3 separate regions of the Mus musculus genome follow, and regions 2 and 3 are each linked to region 1. The links are chromatin contacts, called in public HiChIP or PLAC-seq and promoter capture Hi-C maps. All regions are on one chromosome and are shown on one strand. The core of a region is the stretch at or near the end of the contact, and the rest is flanking DNA. Distances in the headings are between cores, read along the strand shown.

Region 1 (4,287 bases), core at 555-3,054:
TGTATATGGGTGTTTTGCTTGCAGAGGCTAGAAGAGGCTGTCAGATCCTCTGGAGCTATAGTTATGAGCCACCATGTGTGTGCTGGGAATAGAACCTGGGTCATCTGGAAGAGCAACAAGTGCTCTTAACTGCTAAGCTATCTCTCCAACCCCTGTATATATATATATATATAAGTGAGTGTGGAGGGAATCAGAGCTGTAAACTTCCAAAGCCAATTTGGACCCCAGATGTAGAGTTCATCTAGTAGGGCCCATTGGACAAGCAGGACAGCCAGCTGAGTATAGACAGCAAGGATGGGTAAAGTGAAGGCAGATGGGACAGAGAGCAGACAGTCCCCAGGGGGAAATGAAGGCAAATGGCTGTCACTGGCATGCTCTTCACAGGCACCACCACCTCCCAACTGGGCTCAGTTTAAGGATGCCACTGCTCATAGCCTTCCAGTGAGCTTTCTAGCTCGCCAGGTCTAACACTGATGTATAACTCCAAATCCTGGTGTTCATAATCTGTATGACCCAGCCACCTTGGCAGTCCTATTTTCTCCCCCCCCCCCCCCCCCCGCAAGACTGAGAAGCAGGGAGTTAAACAAGTCACCTGTCTTTCAGGCAGCTATGTCAAGTGGAAATCTGTGACAAGCAGTGAGGTAGATAAGGGACAGCTGGGGCCCCAGGGAGAGAAACTCTCTAGGCTGCAGGTTTGTTTACCCAGAAGTCAAGGAAAACAAAGGGGTGGGACCCAAAAAAGGAATGCCTTCAAGAGTCTAAGTGAGAAGTACCGCAGCTGGCGGTAATTCAACACTGCAGGGGTTCCAGAAGTCGGGAAAGCAGTAGGCTGGTCGACCAGAGGGAGCTCAGTGGAGAGGGAGGGGTGTGTGTGTGTGTCTGGAAACCTTTAAAGTGTTGTAGCGCGGGAGGTGTCCTCAGTTCTAGCATGGGAGCCAGGGCACCAGGGCTCTATCCCCAGCTTTAATGTAAGAACTCGGACGTGTCACATCTTTCCTGAACCTTAAGGCTTTCAAAGTTACATTTCCACTCTGAATAACTCACCATCGGAGATTTCAGCCTTTGAAGGATGACCCGAAACACTCAGGGAAGTCACCAATCTGCTAGACACTGACTGGGAACAAGAAAACCGAGTGGGAGGCCAGAGATGGAGCCCAGAGAGGACGCAAGAGGCTTACGTAGGAAGAAATGGGGAACCGAGGGGTTCGGTTTGGCAACCCCGTTTCCAGTTCCCCCTTCTTGCTCTTCCTAACCTAGCCTCACCCTATGTGGTAAGGGCAGAGTAGCACAGGCTAGTCCCTCACCTACCCTCCGCTTCCCCGACACAGTCTCTCACAACATCCCTGGCTCCCCGCCTTCCTCCAGAGCAGTACCCAGGGGACCAGAGCAGGAGAAGCATCCCTGGAGTGGTGTGGTATAACCCAAGCATAGCTACCACTTTCGGAGCCCTTCCCATAGGCATGCAACTATGCTATAAACTTAAATGTATTACTTTCTTTACAGCAATCCAAGGGGTGACTGTCGCCTCGTTTTACGCAAGAAGAAACTGAGGCAAAGTCTCACATCTGCTGCTAGGCGGATCAGGCTTGCTCCTGTTCCCTCATACGGACTCAGACAACTGGGGACCACTTAGTGCATCATTACTTCTCTGATCCAAAACTCTTCAGGCTGCGCCAGCCCACGTGACCTTTAGGTCCCCGCCTTCTCCGCGAGGCCCGCCCCCAGGGCAGGTGGCGCGCGGGCGCAGGGGGCGTGGTGGGGGCGTGGCCGGAAGCATTAAAGCGGCTCGGGAGCCCGGTGGGCGGTCCAGACCGAGGACAGCGGCTACCTTCTGGCTTCCTAGCCTGGTGCCGCGTCTGCCACCATGTCCCTGGCGGCCTCAGCGGGCCGGGGCCCGGGGACCATGTGGTCCCCTACCCACGTGCAGGTGACGGTGCTACAGGCGCGGGGCTTGCGGGCCAAGGGACCCGGGGGCACGAGCGACGCGTACGCGGTGATCCAGGTGGGCAAGGAGAAGTACGCCACGTCGGTGTCGGAGCGCAGCCTGGGCGCGCCCGTGTGGCGCGAGGAAGCCACCTTCGAGCTGCCTCCGCTGCTGTCCTCCGGGGCCGCGCCGGCCGCCGCCGCCACCCTGCAGCTCACCGTCCTGCACCGCGCGTTGCTCGGTCTCGATAAGTTCCTGGGCCGCGCCGAGGTGGACCTGCGGGAGCTGCACCGGGACCAGGGCCGCAGGAAGAAGCAGTGAGTGGCTGCAGGGCGCGGGGAGTCCAGGGGAGGAAGGACGCTCGGGCAGTGCACCTTGGGGGCGAGAGTGGCAGCTACCGCGCTATGGGAGGATGGCCCTTGGCTCCCCCTCGCCCGCAGGCTCACCTAACCCAGCTTCTCTTCGGGCTGTCAGTTTCCAGCTTTCCCAGTTATGGGGGCTTTTGGAAGATAGGAGAACCTTTGAATCCTCAGGGCGCCCTTAGACCGCACAGCACACTAAGCACTAGATGAAGTTTTGGTGAACTGAAATAATATGCAGGTAGGAGAATTCCTATTAGGTGGGGTATCCGCTTTATCTTGCATGGACGCTCCCCTGAGTATTTTGTTGAACTTGAGAGGCTTTGAGCTGAGAACCCTTGGGCCAGGGAGGGTAGCTATTTGGAGTGAAAGCCTAGGGCCCCCAGAGCTGGACGATCCTGGGAGGACAAGAGTGGGGGAAAAAAACCACCAGCCTGGTGATTGCTGATTCTCATGCCCATCTGATTCGACCCCTCGGAATGAACGCTAGAACAGTTTGTTGTTTGTCTGGGATCTGAATTAGTGGTCGATGATTGTTCCAAGATCTGTTACTGACTCAGTAGAAGTGAGTAGAATAGGTTGTTGCTCTTTGGAGTTTGGTAAATTCTGTCTGGTTCTAATTCCTGGTACCGTGGCTACTCACTAGCCTACCTGTGGCCCCTTAATTGAAGGTTCTGACAGGACATCCTAATTTTGCAGAAAAAGTTAGGCAAACTCCAGTTCACGTTAAAGTCTTTTGTTTGTTTGTTTGTTTGTTTGTTTGTTTGTTTCGAGACAGGGTTTCCCTGTGTAGCCCTGGCTGTCCTGGAACTCCCTCTGTAGACCAGGCTGACCTTGAACTCAGAAATCCGCCTGCCTCTGCCTCCTGAGTGCTGGGATTAAAGGCGTGTGCCACCACGCCCGGCCACTTGAAAGTCTTCAGATTATTTTACTTTATTTTATTTTGTTCACTGGTGTTTGCAAAGGGCACTTTAACCAATGGAACCTTTGATTACGGTTATCTCGTGTACCAAAGAGCTTGGATTAGCCTAACTGGGTACTTTGCTTGACCTTATAGATGCCAGCTCTGTTAACAACCAAACCCCCCTGGGCCGAAAAACATATCCTTATGTTCCTTCCTGGTACTTCAGGTACACTGGGCCTTTTAACTTTGTCTTGGGATGGGGCAGGATTCAGAGGAGCTGAATTTTCCAGGCTAGGGTAGGATCTGTTTCAGCAAGCAATGTTTAGAATTGAAATACCTGATGTCGTTTTTGTGGCCACCGATGAATAGGCATTTCTGAACACAGCGTCTTACAAGCCAGACTGTATCTGCGGAAGGGAAGCCGAAGTTAACTTTATTTCCTCTCTGGATTCAATGCCATTTGCAGGGCTTGACTGCCAGCTCTTCATCTCGCCCCATTCCAAGATGGATGTTCACGTCTCTTGTTTAACTGTTTCTTATATGACTATTTCATTCCCCTTGCAAGATAGATTGCATCTCCATGCTGGAGATGGGGGTTTCCCAGTCCTAGGTCTGACGTCCACTAGCCCCTGACTCATAGCTGGGCTCCTCTGGCTCCAAACACCCCAGTTTCCCTATTTATAAATGGAGCATGCTGCTACCCTTAATTGGTGTTTGTAAAGAGTTGCTGCTTCCTGGATTAATGAAGCCAGGGGAAAGGTTCAAAAGGTCCTGCGCTGCTGTGTGAGGGATGAAAACCTCCTTAAGCTCTCTTTCTTCTCTGTATCCCTCTTCCTCATTTTCTCTAAGGTAACCCTACACCTACATGGCCACTCCTGTTTCTGTCACATGAGCTGCTTACCACTCAGTCACAATATTGACTGGCAGTAAGACTGTGTAAGTCTTACAGTATTGACTAAGTACAGTATTGACTAAGTAAGACTGGGCTTACCGGGTGGGTTTTTATAACTGACATCAGATGTCTTTGCTTTGCAAAAAGTAGGTGAAATCTCAAAGTTTCCGACGACTAGGAAGCTAGGGGCTTTCCCAGCTGCTGGGGG
Region 2 (4,287 bases), core at 894-3,393, 2.1 Mb after region 1:
CTTCCTCAGCTCCGGGTCTTGCTCTCCCCCAGGGAGTAAAGCTGACCTCAACTGTGCTGAGGCTCACTCAAAGCTACCAGTCGGTGAGATTCACTACCTGTCACAGAGGCTCTTCTGGCTCTTCAGGATATTGAAGGCGGATTTCTCTGCGGCCCAGAAGGGTACACACAGGTTCCTACCTTGTCTTTGTTGGAAACTGAGGCCTTTGGCTTCTCTGCCTGCCAGGCAGCCAATACAGTAGTGCTCAGAAAATATTTGTGGGTCTGTGACTGGGTGAGTCAGGCAGGCCTCACAGGAGCCGTTTTATGGGTTTTAATAGGAACCATACCGTGAAATCCGAAGCACCACGGCACTGCTGCTTAGCGATCACCCCAGCGGGAGTTTTGGGCAGCACTCATTCAGCAAATTTAACCTGAGCTGATGGTTTAGAGCAGCCTCCATTTTACGGTAAAAATGACCATCTCGTTAAAAAAAAAAAAAAAAAAAAGTACATAGCACCTTTGTGTAGGAAGGAAACCCCGCAAGAATTGACTCGCTTGACCCAGATATAGAAACTGAGGCACTGAGCGGGGTCACGGGTCACCAGCTGCCTAAGGAATGGGAGCCGGTTAGGAGAAATGCTACTTGAAGCCCCAATGCAGGGCAAGGGACCTCCTCAAACGTACAAAATTGACGTTGATGTTTATTTCAAGGGAAATGGCTCCCCTCTCCCCACCTCGTTTTCTTTTCCTTCCTCATTCAGAGCATAATGTTCTAAAGCAAACGTCTTTTTTTCACACCTGAGCGAACTGGGCGGCTCATTTTCGCTTTGGCTATCAAAATAGAAGAGGAAGCGCCTGCGGTTTCATCAGGGGAGCTTTCGGGGCGTGTGCTGCCGGGCGTCCCGCCTTCCTGCCGGCTCACCTGGCTGCAGCCCTCAGCCCCCAGGCTGCCAGGCTGCCTTTGCCTCGCACCGTACTTCCCACCCGCGAAGCCAGGCCTAGTCCTGCAGAGCTTCCGGGGGCGACTTTTTCACTACACACTCCGAGTACCTTGGACCCACACGGCTGACATCAGCATCCTCCTCCCCGCCCCCAGCCCCCAAAGCCGCATCTCTCGGTGCTCGGTCCCTGGGCTGACAATTTTACCGTAAAATTGAGTCCACTTTGTCTGCCTGGCGTTACTTATATTTAAATGTCAATGTCTCCACGAGGGAGGCCTGCGTTAGACCGGACAGACCTGCCCTCTACTGACTGGGGACCCAGAACAAGTTACCTAATGTCTTGGAGTCTCGGTTTCCTCATCGGCCCCAGCACCGGATTGATACCTACGGGTTGCTGTGTGACTGAAGGGCGAGGGCGCTGGAGTTCTGTCTGGTCACCCTAGGCTGAACCTATCGAATCCAGCTTCTCTTTCCCACTTCTCTCCGTGCTCCAAGAAGGGCCAGGCAAGCTGGGTCAGGGCGTTGGCGACCCTCTTAGCTCCGGGGGGTGCACTTTAGACCGCAGGGGGCGATGCGTTCCTCTCTCCACCCCTAAACTCCCAACGCCCCCTCGCCCTCCGGGCAGCCGCGGTTTGGGCCGGCTGCACAGTGCGCAGAAGTAGGCTCGGGACGTGACGGTCGAGCACCCCATCGCGGACACCTGCTGCAGCCGGGTTACATCCCACCAACCTCCTCCCCCCCGCCATCCCCCGCTGCTGTCCCCTCGAGGTCTCCGCACCCCTCTCCTCCCCCCTGGAGGCCCGAGGAGCATTGTACTCACATCCGGGGCTGGGTTTTGCTTTAATGTGAAACGAAATTAACCCGGAAAAAAAGAGTCGAGAGACGGCCTTGGAGGACAGCTGAGGATAAGGGAGAAGTGTGCCGCAGGACAGGCGGGAAGCGAAGCCCCGAGGCGCAGAGCTCTGGGACCCGATGCGACCCTTGCTGCGCAGAGCGCGGTGAGTCGGGCAGAGAGGCGCAAGGGTCCGGGCGCGGAGGGCAGAGAGGGGAGCAGGGCGGCTGGGTTTGCTTGGTGGCGCCAGTCCGGGTGGTGGACGGCGACCGGAGGTGGCCCAATGGGCCACCTCCCCTAGCTCCCAGGAAAGCCCCAAATGCAGCCCCTCCTCCAGTGCACTGGCGCCTCCTGGGTGACCAAGGTCGCCACCGCCAGGGGTCGGGCTGTGGGGTGGGGCGTGTGGGGGCGGTGTCCTGTGGAGCTGCAGATTCTCACGTTTGCAGCGGCGAAACTTCTCCGAGGTTCAAGCACAGGGGTGGTAGCCCCTCAAGGACTGCCCGGGCAGCGGGTAGGGGAGGAGCGCAGAGAACGTCCCAGGCAAGTCCCTCAGGCACGAGTTGGGTGTTGGAGCCTCTTCCTTCTCCTTCTCACTCCTTTTTAACTTGGCGCGGGCCTAGAATGCTACCCTGGGGAGACTCCTCCTTTCGTCTGCTCCCGCCATGGGCTTCTGGGATTCCTGGCAATGGAGGTGACTTGGTGGAAAACGTAGGTCGGTTCCAGGTTAGGTAACCCTTTCGAGGGGAAGCCTCAAAAGGCTGTCCCCTTTAACGTCCGCGCTTCCCTGTTCTGCTCAGCCATGGAGACTTAAAATTTAAAAGGAAAAGAAAAGAAGAAAGGAGAGATGGGGCCAGGTCGTGTGGGAAGGGAAAAAAAGTATCAGGGCATGACCAGGGCACCCTTGTACACCTTCTGCCCTGGGCAGCCCTGCCCCGAGTCTTTCACCTTTAAGGCTTCCTTCCTTCGTGAACATCTTCCGTTTGTACTCCTTCTGTCCCTGATTGGACTCAATTAAGAGTTTTTCAGAGGCGCATAAACACTAGAGGAGGAGCAGGGGAGAACGAACCAGTTGCGGCTCCTGGGAGCATTTTGGTTTGCAGTAGAGGCTGAAGTTCCAAAATTGTGCTAGTGTTCTTAATGTCTTTGATTAGCTGTCCCCCATCCCCCACTCTTTCTTTGTTGCCTCCCACTCCTCCACCCCCCCACCCCCCTCCAGGAGGAGTATAACGCTTCCAGCAACAGCTAAGCAGAAGACACAGGAAGGGTAGAAGTTTTATCTTCAACTTGGTTGCATCTAGTGACTTGTTAATAATAATGATAATAACTTGGTAATAAGAACGTACTGAGTTAGCAGTGGGCCAGCAGCTCACCGGGTCTTTAGGGAGTTGTCAGACTAGTGAAGGACCCTGGCTGTGCAGAGCATCAAACTGGAGTCCCTGGTGTTTGGAGAAGCCAGAGGAGGATTTCTGAAGCATAATCAGTGGCCTTGGCAGAGTTTAGCTTTCCCTGGGTGCTGCCTGAGGCAGGGTTCTAAGAAGAGTAGAGTTTGTTGAGCAAATGAATGAAAGCTATCACTGAGAAGAAACAGAAGAAAGGTGGGGCCTCAGGTTGTGTCAGGCAACGTTTCTCTAGCTATTGTCTTTAGACTGATGAGTCCTTTGGCTGTATCTGCAGATGTCTTTTTACAGATTACTGGTACCCTTAGTGGAGTTTTAGCTGGCTTACATGGGAGTCTTACCTACCTCTTAACTGGCGAATTTCTACCCGGGATCAATTTGGGAACTGCCTGTCCTTTGGTGGAGAGATGGCACACCCTTCTCTTCCCTTACATTAGTGCTTGCTGCTTCTCCCTTGTGTGAAAGGAAGTAGGGCCTGCAACCTCCCTCATGTCATCCCAGTGACGTGAAGAGAGCTCAGATCTCTTGGGATTGGGGTTTTTATTGAGGGACACAATCCATCCTGGACACACACAGGGTTTGGTTGTTGGCTGCTGCTGAAGCAACTCTGCAGATGTGGGAAAGGGACAGCAGAATGTATCTCCAGATAGAGAGCTTGCCTTGCAAAGCCCCCCCTCACCTGACCCCCCCTACCCTCCAGCCCCAGAGGGGGTGAGGGAGGGAGACAAGTGTTAGCTGGCCCACCAAACCCCAGGAGAGCAGCAGTCCTGCACTTGCTCCCAGGTGTGTGCTACAACACTAGACGACCAAGGAGCAGGAACACGGCCATGTGTGCATCCCGCTGATACTTCCTCGAGTCGATACAGGTGCACATCTGGGCGATGTCCCTGTGGCCGGCTAGATGGCTCAGATTGAACTGGATGTAGACTGCTGACGCTTTTTGGGTCTCAGAAAGCAAGGAGGCTTTCTTTATTCTGTCCCCTCCAGGGGGCCTTGGTTGCTAGGAGTTTGGGCTGGGCACAGCGCTCCCCTTGTGAGATCTCTCCTCCATGAACAGTTTGGGCAGTCTTACTTTCACTTTCTTGTCTGTCTTGGTTTAAGCGGGATAGGACTCAGCAATCTAATCTGCTAGGCTT
Region 3 (4,287 bases), core at 624-3,123, 2.0 Mb before region 1:
CCTTACCTACCAATAGTGATAATATATCAGCTTTGTAGAGTCTTCTTTAAAAACATGTATGAAGACCCACTCCTTAAGATTAGGATTTGTTCAATGGTAATTTTGTTTTTCCACCATTTCATTCATCATATTTTCTAGAATTATTAATGTCAAACTAGCTTATCTATTTTTCAGATTCCCAAAATAAACTGACTTTATTTTTTGCTCCCTGTGGGGACAATAAAGAGAATTAACTATGGTCATAGAATATTGAAAATATAACTAAATTTTTCTTTCTTTCTTTTTAAACAGAAATGCTCATTTGTAAGGGGACTGTCACATAGTCTTCAGCCATACAGGAAGGCAGGCAATGAATGAGTAGTTTCTGGGAGACAGGTGAGGCGTATTTGGTAGATTAATTCTCAATTCACCTTCTCAGAAGGAAAGGACAAACCCCTCATTTACCAAGATTCTAAAGAGATTTCCAGGCAAGTCCCTGGCCAGGCCCCACATCAGTCTTTGCTTTGAAGTATCTGTTCCCCAGGGTTTGGTTTTCTCCACCAGGACCTAAACTTGTTATTGAGCTGCAAGAGCTCTGTAGGAAAAAATCAGCTCCTTCCGCTGACGTGCACAAGCCTGGTGTCTGCAGAGAGGGATGGCCTACCTGTTTATCGGGTAATCAATCTTTGTCTATCATCCCCTTTGTCTTTGGGAGCAAGTAAGTTAGTGTGATTACCTCCTTCACAACAATCTCTCCACCTCAAACCATTTTTTTTTTCCATACAGAGGTGTTTGGGAGCAGGTTGCACTTGGACAAGATTTTTGTTGTTGTTGTTGTTTGTGTGTGTGCATGTGTGGGCTAGTGAGCTTGGTAGCCATTGAGGAATCACTTGCCAATGCTGTCTTTTAATTGAAGCTTTCCATCTGTATTGAGAACCCAGATTTCTGACCAGCTGAGTACAGGGGACATTTTGAAAGCTTCTGACAGAAAGCCATGGTCTGACTGTGGAGACCTGGACAGGAAGCCAACGGTCTTGGGGAAGGGGGTTGTCGTCTGTAGCTGGTTGCCTGCTCCAGCGGATGGGGTAAAGAGACAACTTTGAGGCCCTTCCAAGATCAGGTAAAGATCAAGCCATCTAATAAAAGGGGACTGGGAAGGGAGGGGTGGTGTGCTTAAACAAATGTTCCCTTTCTTTCTTCTCTGAAGACTTTGAGCAGGTCTCCTTTTGAACTTTACTTACTTACTAGAAAGGCAATTTCGAGGGCCTGAATTGGAATGAACAAAACCACATTAAGTGGTCAGATGTGAAGCAGTTTTGAGAACTTTTGAGATTCCAGAGCGGCAAGTATTAAAAAAAAAAAAAAAAAAAAAAAAAGGTTTTGCTTCCTTAAAGTAAAATTTGATCCCATACATCCCCAGAAGCCCTCGATTCATTTCCCTCTTCGTTTTCACATTTGGGCACAGTTGAAGCTTATCATTGCCCCCACCCCCCACCCCCACCCTCTTTTCTCCCTAGCGCCCGTCCCGTCCTCCCCAGGACTGCGGGTAAAAGTGGAACTCAAAGTTGAGCGAAACCTTGGTTTCCTGGAAGCCGCTGTCTCACTCAGAGTTAGCAAGCCAGACGCCCACATTCTGCCGCTGGGCGCTCGCCTCCAAGAGGCCGGGCTGCTCGGCACAGCTTGCGCTCGCGCATCCTCGCCTCCGGCCGCCGGGCTCGGGCGCGCTGCAATCCCGCACGCGCGGGGGCCTCTGCAGCGGGGAGGCGGTGCCCGCACGTGCGGCGGCTGCGGACTCACCTGCGCCTCCCGAGCCCGGCCCCGCCCATCGCCCCGCCCCGGCGTGACTCATTGGCCGCCGCTCGGAGGGGTGGAGCAGAGGCGGCCCCGGGGCTCATTAGCGATGCGGTCTCCAGGCTCGGTTTGGTAGTCCCGGACCCGGAGCGGAGCTGGGGCTGCGGGCCGCTTAGCGGGGACGGCGGGCGGCGCCGCAGGAGGCGATGGGGGCGCGCGCTGCGTCCCGCTGCCCATCTGATATCCCTGTTCCGCTGCTGTAGGGAGCGGCGGTGGGGAAAAAGAGACTCGCCACAGACCACCACCTCCGGGGAAACCTACTGGCGTTGGCTCCCTGCCGTCGTTCCTCGCGGACTTCCAGGGCGTGGAAGAGGAGCGAATCCTGAGAGGAGCTCGGAGCATGGGGACAGGGGCTGCAGACGGCAGCCGCGGGGCGCGCCGGTGGCTCCCATGGCTAGGACTCTTTTTCTGGGCGGCGGGGGCTGCGGCTGCCCGAGGTAAGCGCTGGGTGGACAGCGGTGCGCGAGGGGAGCGGGACTCTCACCTTCGGCGTGGGTTTCCCAAGTTGTTCTGGCTTCTCTCCGCGCGCGTAGCCCGACTCAGTGGGAACCGTGTTAGAGGAGCTCCAGGGGACCACTGCCTTTCAACCCAAGTTTGCTATCTGCAGTAATCCTACAGGTTGCTCTGACCGGGCCCCCCCCCCCCTTGAGTTTGCACCCGCTGAGATTTTCCAACCTCCCTCCCCACCCTCCGCCCCTCAATTGTTGCAGACTGGAAAACTCGTCTTCCCTATATCCTCTCTCGCCTTGGTCCTCTCCACTTTTCCTTCTTGGGCGAGCTCGTCCCTGGGTGGGAGCCCACGGTGATGTTCGAGAGTGCATAGGGAAAGAGGCATGCCCGTGGGTTCCAATAGAGACTGCGCTTTTTTTCCCCTTCAGGGGGAAGCATCCAAGCTGGTCACTTCGCTCTGCACCAAGCCCCTCGGGCGACCCTAGTCTTGGCTCTAAGCCAGCAGTGGTTTTGCCTTACAGAATCTGCGAGGGGGCAAGAGCTCTGGGGAGTGTGTACCCTGGGGTTTAACTGCGCCTGCAGTGCCCAGCCGGATAAGCAGTTGGCCGGAGGGAGGCTGTACTCTCGGCGCATCCTCTCCCTATCGGGTGCTTATACCAGCTTAGAAGCGCGGGCCCTACTGAGCAGCAGGGAAATTTAGAAGCAGAGATTTCTCTGCTTCTAATAAGCTCAGGAGCCCCCCCCCCCCCCCCCACACACACACACATACACACACTCTTTTTCTAGATCCGCTGCACTCCAGCAGAGCATCAACTTAAAGATAAACCACACGGACCTGTTTTGAAGCTGATCACAGGCAGTTCCAGACAGCCCCAGTGCTGTGGCTACCTTTGAAATAATCTAGAAGCTTCCCTTTCCCTGCCCTTCTTTACCTTTCTTCTTTGCTGCTTGCCATCCAGCCGGCTTAGAATATGTAATTGCATTAAATGATTTACCTAACGCTTGTCTAGCAAGAGGTGGCACCGGGCTAACCACCTCTCCTTCTGTTCTGTCTCTTGAACATATCGCTAGTAGCTGTGAGGCCTTTGGAAGGGTTGACAAAGATGCCAAGAACCGGTATAATCTCATTTTTTTTAATAGAAGCTAACGGTGTTAGGAGCAGCGATACCGCCTGGAAAGAGGAATTAAAAGGGTGGATAGAGGTTTTCAGCAGTATGATCCTATTCTATGCCTATTTGCATTTCATTTCCTGAACTTTTTCACCCTCCCCTTTTCTTTTTATAATGGAGCAGGCTTTCAAAAATAAGGAAAGGCTTTAAATACGAGTGATTGTTAGAGTGAGGCGTGTTTCTTTCTCTTGTTGGAGGAGCCTGGGCTTCAGCCATTTAGTATACTACGGGGGAACTAGAGACTGCCTAACTGCTCAGGCAACTCTTGAGTGTTTTCTATTCTGTTAGGGGGAAAGCAGGGGTGCCAGGGGTCGGTGCTTTGCCCCTCTCTTTCTCCTACATGAGGCCTGAAATGTCCGAGTTACTACTTTCTAGTCACAGCATGGGATCGCTCATGATGACTGACTCCAGATACTGACCCTCAGAATCTGGTTTGTGGAGTTGTCTTTAAGCCAGCTCAAAACAAGAGGTGGGGACACACGCCAGCAGCCTTTTGGATGCGGTTTTGCTGGCTGTGAACGAAGGCTAGCACCTCTTGTCTGCAAGCTGTTCTGTAAAGGTCTCCTGGAAAACATACTGTACACTCTGCAGGCTTAGTTACAACAAATGCCTTGCACAGATCATAGAAAATGCCCAAGACACATGGAGCAGTAAATCTGAGTAATGCTTCCCTTGTCATGGTTTCTATTCACCTTTAGCAGCTTTGGAAGATACTTCAAGAAATGAGCATTAAGCCGGCTACCAAACCAGTGCATTCTCTCGCACCTGGCTTTGGGCAGGTGGGCACACACAGTAGAAGTTTCCAAATCACAGACGTTCTCTGTATTACGTTCTATCA

Evidence for each region. Promoter capture Hi-C pulls out the DNA fragments that hold promoters and counts their contacts. HiChIP or PLAC-seq counts read pairs in DNA pulled down with a chosen protein or histone mark.
Region 2: an H3K27ac HiChIP or PLAC-seq map of bone marrow-derived dendritic cells shows a contact between it and region 1, with 10 times the contacts expected there. The contact joins the promoter of Plekha2 here to the promoter of Rab11fip1 in region 1. A contact is called at or near these places in 2 of 115 datasets of contacts at active chromatin or transcription factors (bone marrow-derived dendritic cells and embryonic stem cells).
Region 3: a contact with region 1 is called in a promoter capture Hi-C map of hippocampal neurons, with 8 times the contacts expected there. The contact joins the promoter of Unc5d here to the promoter of Rab11fip1 in region 1. A contact is called at or near these places in 2 of 39 promoter capture datasets (hippocampal neurons and liver) and 1 of 9 other capture datasets (embryonic stem cells).

Annotation. Positions count from the first base shown.
Region 1 is chr8:27,172,163-27,176,449 of GRCm38.p6, reverse strand. Rab11fip1 (RAB11 family interacting protein 1 (class I)) reads left to right here and starts at 1,804. Exons shown (of 6, transcript NM_001080813.2): 1 at 1,804-2,241. The coding sequence starts at 1,865.
Region 2 is chr8:25,099,667-25,103,953 of GRCm38.p6, reverse strand. Plekha2 (pleckstrin homology domain-containing, family A (phosphoinositide binding specific) member 2) reads left to right here and starts at 2,143. Exons shown (of 12, transcript NM_031257.3): 1 at 2,143-2,294. It overlaps 5830408C22Rik (RIKEN cDNA 5830408C22 gene), which reads right to left and starts at 1,775. Exons shown (of 2, transcript NR_155282.1): 1 at 1,743-1,775.
Region 3 is chr8:29,217,222-29,221,508 of GRCm38.p6, reverse strand. Unc5d (unc-5 netrin receptor D) reads left to right here and starts at 1,873. Exons shown (of 18, transcript NM_153135.3): 1 at 1,873-2,267. The coding sequence starts at 2,171.